2 separate regions of the Zea mays genome follow, and region 1 is linked to region 2. A link is a contact called in public Hi-C data. All regions are on one chromosome and are shown on one strand. Each heading gives the region's core, a stretch centred on a gene start, on an enhancer-like site or on the middle of the called end of the contact. The rest is flanking DNA. Distances are from core to core; before and after follow the strand shown.

Evidence for each region. Hi-C and Micro-C count contacts between places; a contact is called where the count stands out from the background.
Region 1: a Hi-C map of endosperm shows a contact between it and region 2, with 3 times the contacts expected there. The contact joins the promoter of LOC103645490 here to the promoter of LOC103643744 in region 2. A contact is called at or near these places in 5 of 25 Hi-C or Micro-C datasets (bundle sheath, ear, endosperm and 2 more).

Annotation. Positions count from the first base shown.
Region 1 is chr1:262,298,547-262,302,222 of Zm-B73-REFERENCE-NAM-5.0, forward strand. It overlaps LOC103645490 (zinc finger protein 4), which reads left to right and starts at 1,737. Exons shown (of 11, transcript XM_035964345.1): 1 at 1,737-3,676. The coding sequence starts at 2,295. The coding sequence ends at 3,077.
Region 2 is chr1:261,787,719-261,791,281 of Zm-B73-REFERENCE-NAM-5.0, forward strand. It overlaps LOC103643744 (LOB domain-containing protein 37), which reads left to right and starts at 1,984. Exons shown (of 3, transcript XM_008666920.3): 1 at 1,984-2,580; 2 at 2,667-2,904. The coding sequence starts at 2,721.

The DNA of each region.
Region 1 (3,676 bases), core at 487-2,986, 510 kb after region 2:
GGCCGGCCGCGCGCCAAAACAAAACAAATAACTGTACTTGAGCTCCCTGTCCCTCCCATACAGATACAGGTTTGCTGCAAGCTAAGTACAGGCCGGATCGATGGAAGCCATATGCAGTTGCGTGTGTGTTCCTGATTGCTTGGTCATTTCTAGGTCACACTGCATGGCTTATATATCTCTATCTAATCACGTTGAAAATTCGCCCAACAACGTACGTATAGTACTGCCGTCTCCATTACGAAACCGAAGGACCTACTGCCATTATATATGATCATGTTGATGTTGAAAGAAGAAGATGAGGTTTGAGATCATCAGGCAGGTCAAACGCAAACAGCTGATCGAGCTCTGGACGGACGGACGACGACCACGGATTAATTCAGGCGCTCACCATCCATCGATATAAATATACCTAAATATATATCATGATGGCAGGAAGCACTACTAGCTTACTTGCAACAGCCGGCGAAACCGAACTGCCCTGATCAATCGTGCTAGCTATAGCTAGCTGGAGCCTGGAGGAGAAGAGACAGGAATAAGGCATGTAGATCTGCAAATCTCGCCGAAAGCGACCGCCTAATGTTGCAGCTGCGCCCCCGCCCCGGAGGCCCAGGTGCCTCTCCTTTTCTATGCGTCGTCTATCTATCCTCAACTCAAGCCAGCTAGCCTGACCAAGTTGACTTGGACACCCACCCCCAGCTGATTAATGCCAGCACCATCCACACACACTGCACTAGCTTTCACAAGAACTCATGATCATCATCGTCAGCTCCCTATGCAGTCCCAGCACAAGAGAAGACCACGCCCAAAAAGTGCGGCTGGTGGTCGTCGTCCTCCGGTCCGGTCCGGTCCGGTCCTCTATATACCGATATATATCAGTGCACTTGTGACTTGTGCTGCGACAGCAACAGTCTCCCACTACCAAAAGGAATGGAACCCTACCGCCTGTGCCTGTGGTGTGTGGAGGGGACGGGAGGAGAGGCATCATTGTACAATCCCATTACAAGAGCTGCTGCTGCCACTGCTACTTGAGGAGGAATAACAAGAATGCATGCACTGCACTGCACGCATGGGACTCTACCCTGTTTAGTCTAAACTCTGAACTGACAGAACTCTTATTAGTGTTCATATCAGTCAGCTCTAGTGCTTCCAGCACGCAATATATATATATATATATATATATATAATATATATATATATATATATATTACAAAAATGAACACTACTACTAGTGCATAAACACTAGTATACAAAAAGGAAATCATCATGGGTACTAATGGAGCTTTTTCGTCATCAGAGAGAACAGCAGGCGCAGTCAACGTCAGGCGGCGGTGTGGTGGGTGCGTCTCGATCAGTCTGCCGTGTTTGGGCGCAAATGCTAATCTCCAGACAGATTAAAGGTTGTTTGCGAGAGATGTGTAGTCTAATTAAGCATGTAAAGGTAGGGCGCGGGTGCCCATCAATATACTAATGGCGTGTGATCGGGCGCGGCGCCGGTCTGCGGAGGGATCGACACTTCGACAGGATTACTTGGTGCATGGCTTTCTGACTGTGACATGAACCCGGCCGGCCGTTCCTCTAACTGGAGTCTGGTCTCTGGACAGCTAAAACTCCACAAGAGTTACGTGAACTAGGTCACTTTCACCGCACCCTGCGCCACTGGTAAAACGACGCGTGTCCACTCCACTCCATTGATGTTTCAGTGGATGGTTAACTTGTTGTCTACATACAGAGAGAGAGAGAGCTACAGTTTGCTACAGAACCCGCAGATGATCGAGCATGGATGGATAGTATAGTACTGCTGAGAATTGAGATGGCGATGCTGACGTGAGGAGCAGAGGAAGCGTTGCTCCAGGGACATGGGCCAGGTCCACAGTTGGATTGGACATGGATCGGATGGAGGAAGAAGAGATGAGCCGAGCGGGCTTCGCCTAAGATTATCCACTAAATAACTTATTGGGGTGGGAGAGACAGACAGACACACACACACAGGCCTCCCTACCTCCTGATTCCGCGCAGAGACAGAGAGCTAGAGACGAGACTCTCCCCCTCCACAACCCTCCCTCCATTACCATCACCCAAACGAATTGTTCTCTCCCCATCTCCGATCCCTACGTCAAACGTGTCCCCCCCGCCCGGCCTCGCCTCCTCTCACTCTCTATAAAGCAAACCGCGAACCTGAAAGCAGGCTGATCTTGATCACCTGCAACTGCAACTGCAAGCGACGATCGAGAGCCAACAAACAACATCAGCAACAGCAGCAGCAGGCTTCAGTTTGCACGCAGGGTTTATCGGGCATGGACTTGGAGCGTATGGACGAGACGTCGTCGGTGAACGATCAGAGCGCGGAACGGCGGCCCACGGTGGCCGGCGGCGGCGGCGGCGCCATGCCGTGGCTCGACCTCACGCTGGCCGTGACCGCCCCTCGCGACGAGTTCCCGGCGACAACGGACGGGGACTCCTCGTCCGCCGCCTCAGACGGCGAGCCGCCGCCCAAGCCCGTGCCCGTGCCGTCCTCTCCTCCTCCTCCTCCTCCCTCCGCGCCCGCGCCGCACAAGGTGTTCTCGTGCAACTTCTGCATGCGCAAGTTCTTCAGCTCGCAGGCGCTGGGCGGGCACCAGAACGCGCACAAGCGGGAGCGCAGCGCGGCCAAGCGCTCCTCCGCGCCGTCGCCCGCCTACCAGTACCAGTACCACCACCTCCACGCGGCGCAGCGGATGGTCATGGCCGGCCTGCCGCTCGAGGCGCACGCCGCCCTGGTGCGCGCCGCGCTGCGGGTCAGCCCGGCCAGCGCGGTCATCCAAAAGGGCGCCGCCAGCCAGGAGCTCGCCGCCGCGGCGCGGAAGGCTGCCGGTGCCGGGGCCCCCGGCGCCACGAGCACGGCCCCCAGGTTCCACGACGGCAACAGCGCCGCCGCCACCTCGTGGGCGCCGGCGCTGCTCTACGAGATCGAGGAGCCGGTCAGCTCGACGTGGCCGGGGAGCTTCCGCATGAGGACGCAGCCTGAGCCGCCGAGCTCGGAGGAGCAGGCGTCGGCGTCGGAGCAGAGTAAGAAGATAGACTTGGATCTCAGGCTGTGAAACTGAAGCCGAAACATCGTCGTAGTTACATGTTGCATACTTGTAGATGAGGAGGAGCTCGCGCGACCAGACTGTACTTTGATTTCTAACTAGTTTCGATTTTCACCGGTATATAGTTGTCTGTCAGCTGCCTAATCCCTCGACTTCGTGCCGCCTTCTGAATAGCGAACGGTTCCTCGAAACGAGCAGTTCGATCTGCGTCTTCTGAAAAAAAAAACGAGCAGGCAGTGATCATTTTCTGAATCCTTTCAGCCAGATGCGAAATCCGTTCTGAGTGCAAGCTCAGACAGTATTTGTTATTCAGGGAAAGAAAGAAAAATATATGGGAGAAAATAAAGGAAAACTGGATTAGAAAAAAGAAACTTTGCAAGGCGGATGGAACGGTACAAAGAACGCGTTGGCAGCAATAAAGCTTGCTTCAGAAAAATGTTCCTTTGACATCTGAATTTGTCCGGACGCAGCCCCGACATGGAAACTGCAGTCGTCAGCTATTCCCTCCTGTTCCTATTCAGCAAGTTGCGGTTCCAGGTGCCGATGTGACATTCCACTCAGCACAAATGATAGAGAAAAGCAACCTAGTTCCCTATTAGAGCATATAA
Region 2 (3,563 bases), core at 734-3,233:
CTCAAAAATCAATTTAGAAACCAAATTGACTCGGATTAGACAGGAAAACCGTACTGACCGGTTTCGTTTCCTCGGGGTCTGCACATTGGCTAGCCAGGGTGAGACCACCAGGACCGGCCAGACCGGTTTAGGGGCCAAGCAGAGTCAGTATGGCCGCTTTCCTCAGCCAAGTGTTTTTTGTTTTACTTTTTTGCTTGTTTCTTTATTGCTCGCGGCGCCAAATATTTTCAAATTGTAATACAAGGACTTGTTATCATCGTCAAACTCTTGTATTTTTGATGGCACGTCACTGGATTTATTATGAAATAGTTGAAACTAGTTTCATCAATATAAAGGCATGTACAACCTCATTTAATACAAGTTCTTTTGAGAGGTCCCTATGGGTTAGTTGAAAAAAATGCAAGAGACTTGCTCTTCGCAAAGAGTCTGTCTCTACACGATTCTCATTACATATTATTTATTAACTGCGTTTATGATCGAGGGACTCAGAGTTGTACCATACAATTTGTTAAACGTCTCTTATACCTAGAAAACTAAAACATGGTCTCAGGGTTGTACATGCCCTTGAAACAATGCCAACCCGTTTTCAAGGTACCGGAAAACTGCGTGAAACCATCATTAAGAATAATTTGTTTCGTCTCTATCTATTTCATCTATTCCTATTGACTACTCCATCCGTCCCAAAGTATAAGTCGTTCCAAGCTTCTTGGCGAGTCAAAGTATTTTCAAGTTTGACCAAATTTATACAATGAAGTAAACATTTAAGATATCAAATGTATATCATTAGATTTCTCCATTAAATATATTTTTTATACTATATATATTCTGTGGCATAAATCTTTATGATTCCCGTTATACTTTTAAACTTTAAAAATCTTTGAGTCTCCAATTTTTTTAGAATGACTTATATTTTAGGACGAATGCATAACGAAGAGCAGCATCCCATCATATCCTATCCTGGTATTCATAATTCTTATGCCTTTCTCTCCAATAAACTGTACAAGACAGACAGCGATAGCTCCCGGGATTGAACGGGCGGGCCGCGGGCGGTTCTGTGGCCCCCGAGCCCCGACCGCGCCGGCCTGCTTGTAAAGCTCTCGTTGCCTTGTTGGCTTGGTTGCCGTCGACGGGTGGGCGGCGATGAGCCATGCGCTGCGACGGTGGGGTGGGGTGTGGTGTGGTGTGGTGCATATTTTTATTCAGACCACAAGCAAGAAAGAAAGAAAGGGTGGCCGAGGCCAGGGCCGGGACCGGGAAAATTAAACCCGGGAGCGCGCGGCGCGGCGAGGACTGAAAAGGATGTGAATCTGATGCGGCAAGGAGGCGGTGCCGCCACGGATTCCGTTCCGTTCCGTTCCGCGGCGTACGTCACGCCGCACCACCGGCACACACACGCACGCCTGCCACTCGCTCTCTCTCTCTCTCATCACAGTTCCACACCCACTGACCCACCCTCGAGCCGTCCGACCGAATTAACAACGTACTGCGCTCGATGCGAAGGCGCTGATCGAGGTCTTGGCCAGCCAGCCTCCGAGCAAGTTGCGGCTTGGTAGGACCAGCAGTAGCTGCTGGCTCCATATGTATGAGATGGGAAGAAACAAAAGAAAAACGCAGCGAGATGGCCGAAAGGCAACCGCCGGCAAGTTGCATGCGAGCAGGACTAGGACCTGCGGCGTGCGTGATGAGCGCGCCAGGTACGTGGTGGGAGGCGCCAACGACCGAGGAGCGAGGATACGTACGATGCAGAGGTGAGCTGGGGGGGGGGGGGGGGGGGGGGGGGGTGAAGGGCCGGGAGAGAGAGGGTGGCTCCGGGGGGCCGGGGCCGGTTTGAGGTGGCGGCGATGGCAACGCCAGCCAGCGAGCGACCTCAGCCCTTGGAGGCAGCCAAGGGGCGGCGGCCCCATCTTATTCATATCTATCTCTGCATATATATTTTTTAAACAATTTTGGACCATGCCCCACCCGCACCGCGCGCGTCGCTTTCCGGCGCCTTGCCTTGCCCTTGAGTCGTCTGCTCTGCTCACTCCTCCTCCGCCTTTGTTCCTATCCATTCACATCCTCCTGTCCTTCCGCGGCCCAGAGCCCCGCCAAAACGGCCGCACTGACATGCTCGGATCCTCTGCAGCTGCGTCCGTGTGTTACCCTTTCTCCCCTCATGGCGTGGCAGGTCCAGCAAGACGCCGGGAGATGGGATCAGAGCACGGAGGATCCTGTAGGGGACGCGACAATGGGGGGCAGACAGTGGGGTGTTGCGGCAACACGTAGGCGCCAACCGCCAAAGTCATTGGAGCACAACCCCCAATTTCTCCTTCCTCGAATCGAACCTTTTAATTGTGCCTCCTGGTGCGGGTGCCTCTTCCTCTTCCTCTTGCTCTTTGCTCCAGCCTCCAGCTAGCTTCGTCTATATAAGCAACCAGCCATCAGCCTTCCTTCTCTCCTAGCTAGCTACTAGTACCTGTCCTGCTGTCCTTCACATACATCTATCCATCGGTTTCTCAGCTGCTGCTGCATACACACCTCGGCCGCCGCCATCGTCGTCGCCTAGCTAGCTCTGCTCCTGGGTCGTGCGCCTCCATCGCCGTACGTTCGATCGAGCACAGCACGGCCGGCCGGTGGGCGCACGCGCACGCGTTAGCTTATACTACATTAAACGTACGAGACTGCAGGAGCTAGCGAGCAACGGCGTGCCGATCGATCGATCGACAGAGCGGGGCAGATCGATGAGCTGCAACGGCTGCCGCGTCCTGCGCAAGGGCTGCAGCGACGCCTGCGTGCTCCGCCCCAGCATCGACTGGATCCACGGCGCGCAGCCGCAGGCCAACGCCACCGTCTTCGTCGCCAAGTTCTTCGGCCGCGCCGGCCTCGTCGCCTCCCTCGCCGCAGTCCCGCTGCACCACCGCCCAGGTAATTAATGCATGCATGCATGCCGTCCACCACACGTCTACACCCCGGCCCGGCCCTATATGTTGCAAGATTATCGTTACTCACACGTATACATAGATAGATAAATAGATATAGGTCCTGTTTGGCACAGCTACTGCTTGTTGAAAAAGCAGCTTATCTGATAAGCTGGTGAAAAGCAGCTTCTGCTTGTTGGCTGTTTTTAGTGTATTCTGAGAAGCAGCTGAACTGATAAGCTACTGCAGAAGCTAGCTGTTTGGCAAAACTTCTGCTTAAATTTGTGAAGAAGCTGAAAATAAGCTGTACCAAACAGGGCCATAGTTAGGTGACGTTTTTTTTACCACTATAGGAGCTTAGGTTATGTTATCTATAGACCAACAATTTTATATTATCTTGAAGAAGAGAACAACATGACCTATTGACACAGCAGCAGCAGCAGCTACCAAAATGTTTTCTTTATGGCGCTAGCTACGCGGCCTTTCGACGCTCTCATGGGACAAAAATAAAGAAAAAGGTCGTCACCCACTCACCCGTCACAGATATGCTACATAATTATTGGGATCTAATTCTACTATTACTATAATTCCAACCCCTTTTTTTGGTTAGCGGTAATATTTTTTATTTACCAACAGCGCGCACCAGTACTAATAATAACATCATCG